Linked DNA regions of Oryctolagus cuniculus: region 2 is linked to region 1. The links are chromatin contacts, called in public Hi-C maps. All regions are on one chromosome and are shown on one strand. The core of a region is the stretch at or near the end of the contact, and the rest is flanking DNA. Distances in the headings are between cores, read along the strand shown.

The links. Hi-C and Micro-C count contacts between places; a contact is called where the count stands out from the background.
Region 2: a contact with region 1 is called in a Hi-C map of an unstated tissue, with 3 times the contacts expected there. The contact joins the promoter of LOC100353921 here to the promoter of PIKFYVE in region 1. A contact is called at or near these places in 3 of 6 Hi-C or Micro-C datasets (ear pinna, skin fibroblasts and an unstated tissue).

The regions. Positions count from the first base shown.
Region 1 is chr3:31,519,507-31,523,799 of mOryCun1.1, forward strand. PIKFYVE (phosphoinositide kinase, FYVE-type zinc finger containing) reads right to left here and starts at 1,773. Exons shown (of 42, transcript XM_070070286.1): 1 at 1,719-1,773.
Region 2 is chr3:31,678,389-31,682,681 of mOryCun1.1, forward strand. It overlaps LOC100353921 (gamma-crystallin F), which reads left to right and starts at 1,964. Exons shown (of 3, transcript XM_002712609.5): 1 at 1,964-2,087; 2 at 2,188-2,430; 3 at 4,266-4,293. The coding sequence starts at 2,079.

The sequences.
Region 1 (4,293 bases), core at 523-3,022:
TACTTCTAAAGGACAGCTATACACAAAACTTTTACCTGGCTTTGAATATACAAAGATAAAAATCACCAAGCAAATAATCTCTAAGTGTAATCTCTGAAATAGAAATACAATCACATAGAAGAGTTAATCTTAATAATTATCACCAGAGTCCTGGAAAAACTATCTTCCAACTCCTTGTTCTTTGGCTGTTTGGTATAAACCTAACCTAACCTAACCTAACCTAGGATTCTTTCCTGACTCACGGGATATTAGAAGTAATAACTCACTTTTCCAAAGACCTCGGACATATCACCCATACTTCACCTCTCTTCATTTCAAGGCTACCAATATACACAGACCTACAACACACCACCTTGCTGATAAAGCCACACAGAAGGCTAATCTGGTATAAAAAGGTAAAAAAAAAAAAAAAAAAAAAAAAAAGCCAACCTGTCAGCCAATATCAAAATTTTAAATGGTAAATCCAAGCATCATTCAGTCTTTTCTAGGTATAATGCAGGATGGCTGAACACCAGAAATGTCAGTTACCATCGACAAAGATATATTTGTTCCATTTTGACCAATGCGCCAAAAGAAACACTGAAGTAAAAGCACGAGATCCATATATTCTTTCCCAGAAAGAAAAGGGGAAGACACAGGAAATTAGTCCTACTTCTCAGAGGACACTTACCCTGTGCAATCTTTGTCATCAACTCCAGGGAAAGAAACTAAGATTTATTTTTTGTTAGAACACCTACAGTGGGAGCCTCCGAGTGCCAGAAAATGAGATTCCATTAAGTAATCAGAACCGAGACAGTGCGATACACCATGCAGCTATCTCTCCGCTCAAAAATCGAACTAATTTTACAGCATGGAATGCACTCAATCAACACTTGCTAATTCAGCACAGACGCGTATCAGCTACCCAGGAATAATTTCTCTTCACGGAATGCTAGCATCTCTCCTATTTCTTAATGACAACCTCTCGACTGGACAGAAGACCCCAAATTCCCAAAAGCACCCACTACAGTTCTCTCGGGAACATCCGAGGTAAAGGCACAACACTAACTGGGAAAACGAGGCTCTTCCTCAAAAGAGACCGAAATACAAAGTGAAACGGAATCGCCTGAAGTGCCAGAGACAGGCTTTTAAGGAAACAGATGCATATTTGAAACCCCAGGGTTGGTCACGAACTTTCTTCTCCACTGACACACACCAGAGTCAATCCGCCCAGAGAGAAGAGGAATTGGACGATCCAGCTCCCAAGTAAGTTCAGGCAGGAGGGACAACGGAGAAGCAAGGGAACTTTACATGTTTCCGAGGGAATCTCCTCACGAGAGCCCCGCCCGCTCCCTTGCCCACTCCCTAGACAAGGGACAGCCAGTCAGGAGAACCAGCTAGTTCTAGAAACGGGTTCTCGGCCCTTCCGAGTCCAGCCTCGGTCGCCACCCGGCCTCCAGCGCCAGGTTGTGGAGCGCCAGCTCTCGCCTTCGCTTCAGCTTTACCCCCCGCCTGCTCTGGCCCCAAAGAACCCCAAACCGGCCTTTATCCCACTATCGGCCCTAGCCTGTCGTAATCCAGGGCCCCCTCCATTACCTGCGCTTCCCGCCCCGGACCCGCCGGCCTCCCTCCACCCCAGCCACCGCTTCACCGGGCTCAGGTGCAGGAAGCCCGCCCCACAGCGCACGGCTGGGTTACTCCGGCCGCCGGCGGTTGCGGCAGGAAGCGAAGCTGCTTACAGGGTTGCTGCGGTGTCTCGCTTCCCCCCAAGGTTCCGCCCTCCGACCCTCCTCCCCTCCAATCCGCAATCTTTCCCCGGGAGCCGGCTCCGCCCTCTCCTCCCCGCCTGCACAACGTTCGGATCAGATGCTCAGGCCGAAGGAGTCGAGCCCAGATAGAGTCGTCCTTGCCCGCTTGGTGGAGCTCCGGGCCGCCTCAGCCTTCCCGGAGGGAAAAAAAAAATCAGGACGATAGTGCGCGTGAGCATCACGCGTGCGGGGTCAGCGGATGGGCGTCTGGGGCCTTGGGCACCGGATGGGTGCTGGCTGGACCGCGGTTACCGTATTGTTTGATACTGTGGGCACTCAATTGTTACTGCGCTCCTTGTTCGTGTGGACTGACATTGACTTGCGTGGTCCGGAGCGAGGGCTGTTAGCCGACTTGCTTGATTGCGCCAAAACCTAGCCATATGGCCCCAAACAAACCGCTAGTTTCTTTAGGCCTCTGACGTGTGGTGTGTAAAGTGGGGTTAGCAATAGTACCCATTTCTAGATGAAGTGGAACAGTGCATGTAAAGAAATGAGCACAGTGCCTGACCCAGAGTAAGTGATATGAGCGCCATAATTCATCGTCCTTTTCAGGTTTTGCTATGTAAATAGTAAAGCAGACAGGGTTACCAAGCCCCGTCTTGCTCAGCCTAGCCAGCAGGATCTGTCGTTTTTGTCTTCCTAACAGCGCTGCTCACTTAACTGCACAAAACGTGCCACAACCTGCTGACAGCAACCGTGGGGCTTGGCAGGAGAGGGTGCAAAGCAGAGAAATCTAGAAGGAGGTGCTATTTCAGTTCAGTTCTGCAGATCCTCTTCATCAGTAGTGTAAGCAAAGCCCTACACAGTTTTCCTTGAGTTTTCTCTTTTCAGCTGCCAGCACCACCAAAGCCAGCCTGTTGATAGTGGTACAAATCCAGGGCACCACCTCCAAGTGGGCAGTGGAGCAAGCACTGTAGGAGTCTGCAGTCAGCTTTCTCACCCATTCCTTATTATTGCTGTTCCAACACCCTCCACCCCCATTACCCTGACTATGGTTCTCAGCGGAGTCTCATCTCCTACCCAAGTGAGGAAGCCTTGGTTGTTTGGGTGACCTCATACGACCCAACCACACACACAATGTTCACCTGCATCTACCTCTGCCCTGGCTGGCCTCCCTTCCTCATCTCTTGCAGAAAGGGGCTGCTTCTTCCCTGGTTCAATCCTCCTGACCCCCAGTCCTCCTCCCACCTGCCTGGTAGCTTGCACTATAGCTTCAACCTCTGCTTTTCCAGTGACACTCCTCCACACTCCATGCCCATGTTCAAGCCTCTGTTTTCAAAGGAGAAGGAGAGGGAGAAGGAAAAGAAAAAGCAGCAGCTCTTATAAATAGCCCACCAGATGTTAACATTTCATAAACCTACCATAAAGTATAAAATAGACCCAGCGATCATGTGAACAGAATAGAATACTCCGCTGAGAAGACTCCAGTGTATAGAGAACTCAATATGGTAAAAGGAAACACATATTCAACAAACAGTTATTGAGTCACTAATTTGACCAGCAAAGTATGCCTTAGGTGGGTATGATGTTAGGGATAAAATTGTGAGCATGACATGGTTCATGTCCTTAAGAAACCATCCACTCTGTTAGCCTACAGCTTAGTTTCTACAGAAAACTAAAGGAGATGAAAAACTGGCTACCCTCTTTACAAAAAAAAAAAAAAAAAAAAAAAAAAGCTAAGGGTCTCACCTCATGCTAGACTCCAAATTTAATTCTAAATTAATTTTATCTGTAGAAAGATTCTTTGTGAAATATCTTCTAAGAAACTTTCATTCTAACACCTATTTATGATTCTTATGTTAAAGACTATACTTATAATATGTATTAGTTGTATCATAGTAAAAATAAATTTTCCTGCTCTTTGTTTTTTAAATATTTATTTGAATGACAGACTGCAAGAAAGAGAGGAAAAAAGAGAACTTCCATTGCAGGTTCACTCCCCAAATGGTTGCAACAACCAGGGCTGGGCCAGGCAGAAGCCAAGAGCCAGGAACTCCACCTGGGTTTCCCACATATGTGGCAGGAACTCAAGTACTCAAGCCATTATTTGCAGCTTCCCAGGCTCATTAGCAGGGAACTGGATTGGAAGTGGAGTAGTTGGAACTGGAACTGGCACTGGCACACCAATTTAGAGTGCTCAAGCCACTTAACCCACAAGCTTAACCCACTTAACCCACAAGCTTAACCCACTGCACCACAATGCCCATTCCCTACTTCCTTCTTTATATTGATGAGTATCAATATAGACTCATGTCTTTCTTTCAGTACATTATTACTCATTACTATTAATTTTGATGCTCAAGTTCCTAATTTTTCTAACATGGAGCTCTTTTGTGCAAGCTTCAAATTCTACGTGTGAGAGCCTACTTTGTCTTTCTGTGCCTAACAATATCTTCCTAAGTTCACTCATGTTGTCACAAATGACAGAATTACTTTCTTTTTTAAGACTTATAGTATGACAGTTTATATATGTACAGTCATATGTTGCTTAACCATGAGGATAGAT
Region 2 (4,293 bases), core at 714-3,213, 160 kb after region 1:
GATCCATCTCTCTGCTGTGGCCTGGGAAAGCAGTAGAAGATGGCCCAAGTGCTCGGGCCCCTGCACCTGTGTGGGAGACCCAGAAAAAGCTCCTGGCTCCTGGTTTCAGATCGGTGCAGCTCCGGCCCTTGTGGCCATCTGGGGAGTGAACCAGCAGATGGAAGACCTCTCTCTCTCTCTCTCTCTCTCTCTCTCTGCCTCTACCTCTGCCTCTTTGTAACTCTGTCTTTTGAGCAAATAAATAAAAAAACTTTTAAAAAATGAAGTAAATTTTCAAATCCATTGGCACAAAATATGTCTCCATTTATTTATATCTTCTTCAATTCCTTTCAGCAGCATTTTGTAGTTTTCAGGGTACATTATACTTGCTGTCTTGTTAATTTAATGCATAGTGAGCATTTTCCATACCCTTAAATAAGTTATATGAGAATAGGACTTTTAATGGCTGCATAACATCTCTCCAATCAGGTATTCCATACTTTATTTAATTAATGCCCTATTTTGGACATTTCATTTGCATCTAATTTTCTATATCATAAACAGTGTTCAGACAAAAAGCCACTGTGCATAATTTTTGTATGCACTGTTAAGGAATTTCCTTGGCCAAATTCATAGAGATGGAAGGATTAGATCAAAGGGTGAAAATTAAGAATTTTAAAATACCATCAACAGTTCTTGTTTTTATATAGGACTGCAGTTTAAAATTCTTTCTCTTTTCTACCAATTTATCATTTCCATATTTCCCACAAAATTTGTAGTTTTTAAAAGACAGAGATGGACTGTGCTTATTATACTTTTATGGATCATATGACATTCATTCAAGGAAAACTATTTTTTAGTGTTGGTTTAGGTAGCAAGAACCCAAACTCAGGAAGGAGATAAGGTACATAAGAGGAGGATTAGCTTCTTCTAAAGCAATGATTCCCAAGGACAAGAGAGAGGGAGAATTTGCTTCCCAGGGGACACCTGACAACGTCTGGAGACATTTTGGGTGTCACATGGCAGAGTGGTGCCACTTGCATGTATCTGATAGACATCCTATCATGCAGGGGACAACTCCCTCCCTGAATCAGAGAAGTTTGGGGCCCAAAATGTCAAAATTGTGCTGAGGTTGACAAACTCTGCTCAGGAGAGACTGGATCACCAAGAGCTACTGGGCGATGTGAGGAAAGGAAGACTCTAAACCCCAGAATCAGAACATCAACCAGAGAGTAGCCAAGGTGGAGCCCAAAGGAGCAAAACGCATGGTCCTTGCAAGAATGTGGGGTTTAAAAGTCTTAGATCCATGAATCATTTTGCATTTGTCAGAGGCGAAGCTCACCTAAGCTTAACCTTAGCAAAACCACTGAACAGAAAATTACCAGTAATAACTACCAGGGGTCACCCCAGGAGTCCCAGAATTGAGGGTTTCATTGCCTGCCATGTGGGGACAGATGTCCCTGGTCTACCCAGGCTCCAGGAAGCAGAGCTGAGAGCAGGTGCCTGAGCAGGGCTTCCCCATCATTCTTCCATCCTGAGGAGTGTTAGTTATCTCATATCCGCCATCTTCACCGACAGCCAGGACCACAGAGCGGTCTTCCCAGGCAAAGGAAAATCCCACTGTCCTTTGAGCACCCTATGGAGAAGCCAAGATCACGCCTGTGTTCACTTTTTTGCATCAATATCTAATCTAAATGCCAGCCACTGTGACTTCAGACTTGGTCTTGACTTTCCATTACTGCCTGAAAAGAGACCATTTTGAAATTTAAAAGGTAAGTTAAACATTGCATGACAATGATTAACTCGTTCAGCTTCTTCACTCAGTTCCAGTTTCCCAATTGGCTTCATTGAAAGGCCCGAGAGGCATCAGGTGACAGGTTTATCCAGGTCATCAGTTCGAAAGCTCTGGAGAGTCTAAGAGAAAACATACAATAAATCCGCACTCCCGCGGTCATTATATAGAAAACGAGAGGGAAAGAGAGAGGCTCCCGCGGGCGCCTTTTGTGTTGTTCCTGCCAACGCAGCAGCGCTCCTGCTATATAGACCCGCCGCGCTGCCGGCCCCACACACTGAACTCGCATCCTCCGGGTCAACCAGCCATGGGGAAGGTGAGCCCGCCGGGCGCCCAGGGCCCCGGGAGGGGACCGGGCACAAGGGGGCCGGGGGTCTGCGCAGGCCCTTGAGCCGTCGCCTCGCCTTGCCTTGCAGATCATCTTCTACGAGGACCGGGGCTTCCAGGGCCGCTACTATGAGTGCAGCAGCGACCACTCCAACCTGCAGCCCTACTTCAGCCGCTGCAACTCGGTGCGCGTGGACAGCGGCTGCTGGATGCTCTATGAGCAGCCCAACTACTCGGGCTGCCAGTACTTCCTGCGCCGGGGCGAGTACCCCGACTACCAGCAGTGGATGGGCCTCAGCGACTCGATCCGCTCCTGCCGCCTCATCCCCCACGTGAGTCCATCCCTCCCGGCCCCTCTGCCCGGCAGTCACATCAGCAGGTGTCATTCACACTCTGGGCAAGGATGGACCGCAGCCTGCTGTGTCCTGGCTCTCCCTCTACTCTCTTTTGTTGATGTCTCTAAGGTTTCCTGCTGCTGAAAATGTGTGTGACACAATGCTTTTAACTGGGCACTTTATTTTATTTTGCTAAAACCAAATCCCCTGTCCAGAAAATAAGTAGTCTCGGTTAGGTCTGAGTGTTTATGCCAAGGTGATGAATGAGCAGCTGATGAACTCCTTGCTGTCAGGAGGCCTTAGGTCAGTTCCCTGAGCTATTTCCTCCTTTGTCACTTGTAAAATGGAGCTAACAAGTGTGGTTAATGTGTAAGATATCGGTGAGCATCAAAGGAGATTCACCGGTGTATTAAAGCCCCCCTCAAACTGTCATCATGTACACCTCTAACCCTGCCTTTTGTTTAGGCAAAACAAGCAACCAGCAGTGAGATTCCAGTAGCTCCTGCTAAGCCCTCTGTTATCCAAATGAAGCCCCAGCAGCCTGGAATTCCACAGTTAGGACTGCCTCCCATGGGAGATGTACTACTGTTGTGAGGTTTAAACCCCCTCAGAGCATGTCATAGCTTGACAGAATCCAGGTTGGCATTAGGAACCTGAAAAGTTGGATTTCTTTCATTTGTTCCCAAAAGAAGAAAAGGCTTATAATGATTGATCTTCATGTGCCAGGCTGTCATGAAGATCAGATTAGGCGGCACCTCGAGCATCCTCTGTGAGCCCTGGAGCGCTGACCAGGTGGAAGATGCCTTATTAGCAGCACTGTATGCCTCAGAGCCGCCTATTGGAATCCTTCCTAGGGCGAGTCTTAATGGCGGAAGAAGAAAACCATGTAGACAGTGGGTACCTGCTGGGAACGAAAAGCAGAGGAAGGGAGAGCAAGTGCTCCAGAAAACAGAAAGGATTTGCCCGTGACAAATTGCTCAACTTCATGTTTTCCTAAAGGCTTTATACTTGCTTGACCTTGAAGGCCTCCTTCATAATCTTGAACTTCTATGTCCGTTAATCACCTAAAACTGAGTTGTAGAAGCATATGTTAGAGCTGAGAACAGAAATTCAATCTTTATGATGGCTCTAGCTTTTCAGCATTTTAGCGTAGCGGGGCTTAGAGCAGAAAAGAAGGGATTAAGGGATTGCCTGGGCTGAACTTTCTTCCTGAATAACCAACAAGCTGTGCCTCACTTTGGGGAAAGCAATTTGACTTCCTCTCCCCCAAGCCACTTCTAATGCTATTGAGCTTCAAAACAATGTCTTTTGCCAGGGTCACGTTGTCTTTTTATTTTAATATGTGATTTCTTTTACATATCATCCAAGAAGAACCTAAGACCATCTAAGTATAGAATAAGAGCACAAAAGAAATCAATAAAAATTGTTATGTAAGAAAAATGCTAAACGGGGCCAGCATGTATGATGCATGTAGTTGTGGCCCCAGAAAACCTAGGAAGCACCATTTCTATCATAGTCAATGTGAATGGCACCCCCTTGACTTTCACAGTGTACAACCCACCCAACTCTGCATGGCAGTCTTGGTGTTGGTAGTTTCTTCCTTTCTTCCTTCCCTCCTTGTTGTCTTCCTGCCTTTTTCTTTCTCTTTCTTTCTTTCTTTCTTAATGGAATATATTCATTTTTTGTTGCTGCTGTAAGAAAAATTTGTGATTTGGTCATCTTTAATATAAAAAAGGAAAAGAAATACGCATTCCCGGGGACATGTATGATTGTTTGCCAAAACAAGGTCAGCTCTCTGACTTCTCGGCATCTGCTGTCTGCTGAATCCACAGGCCAGCTCCCACAGGATCAGGATCTATG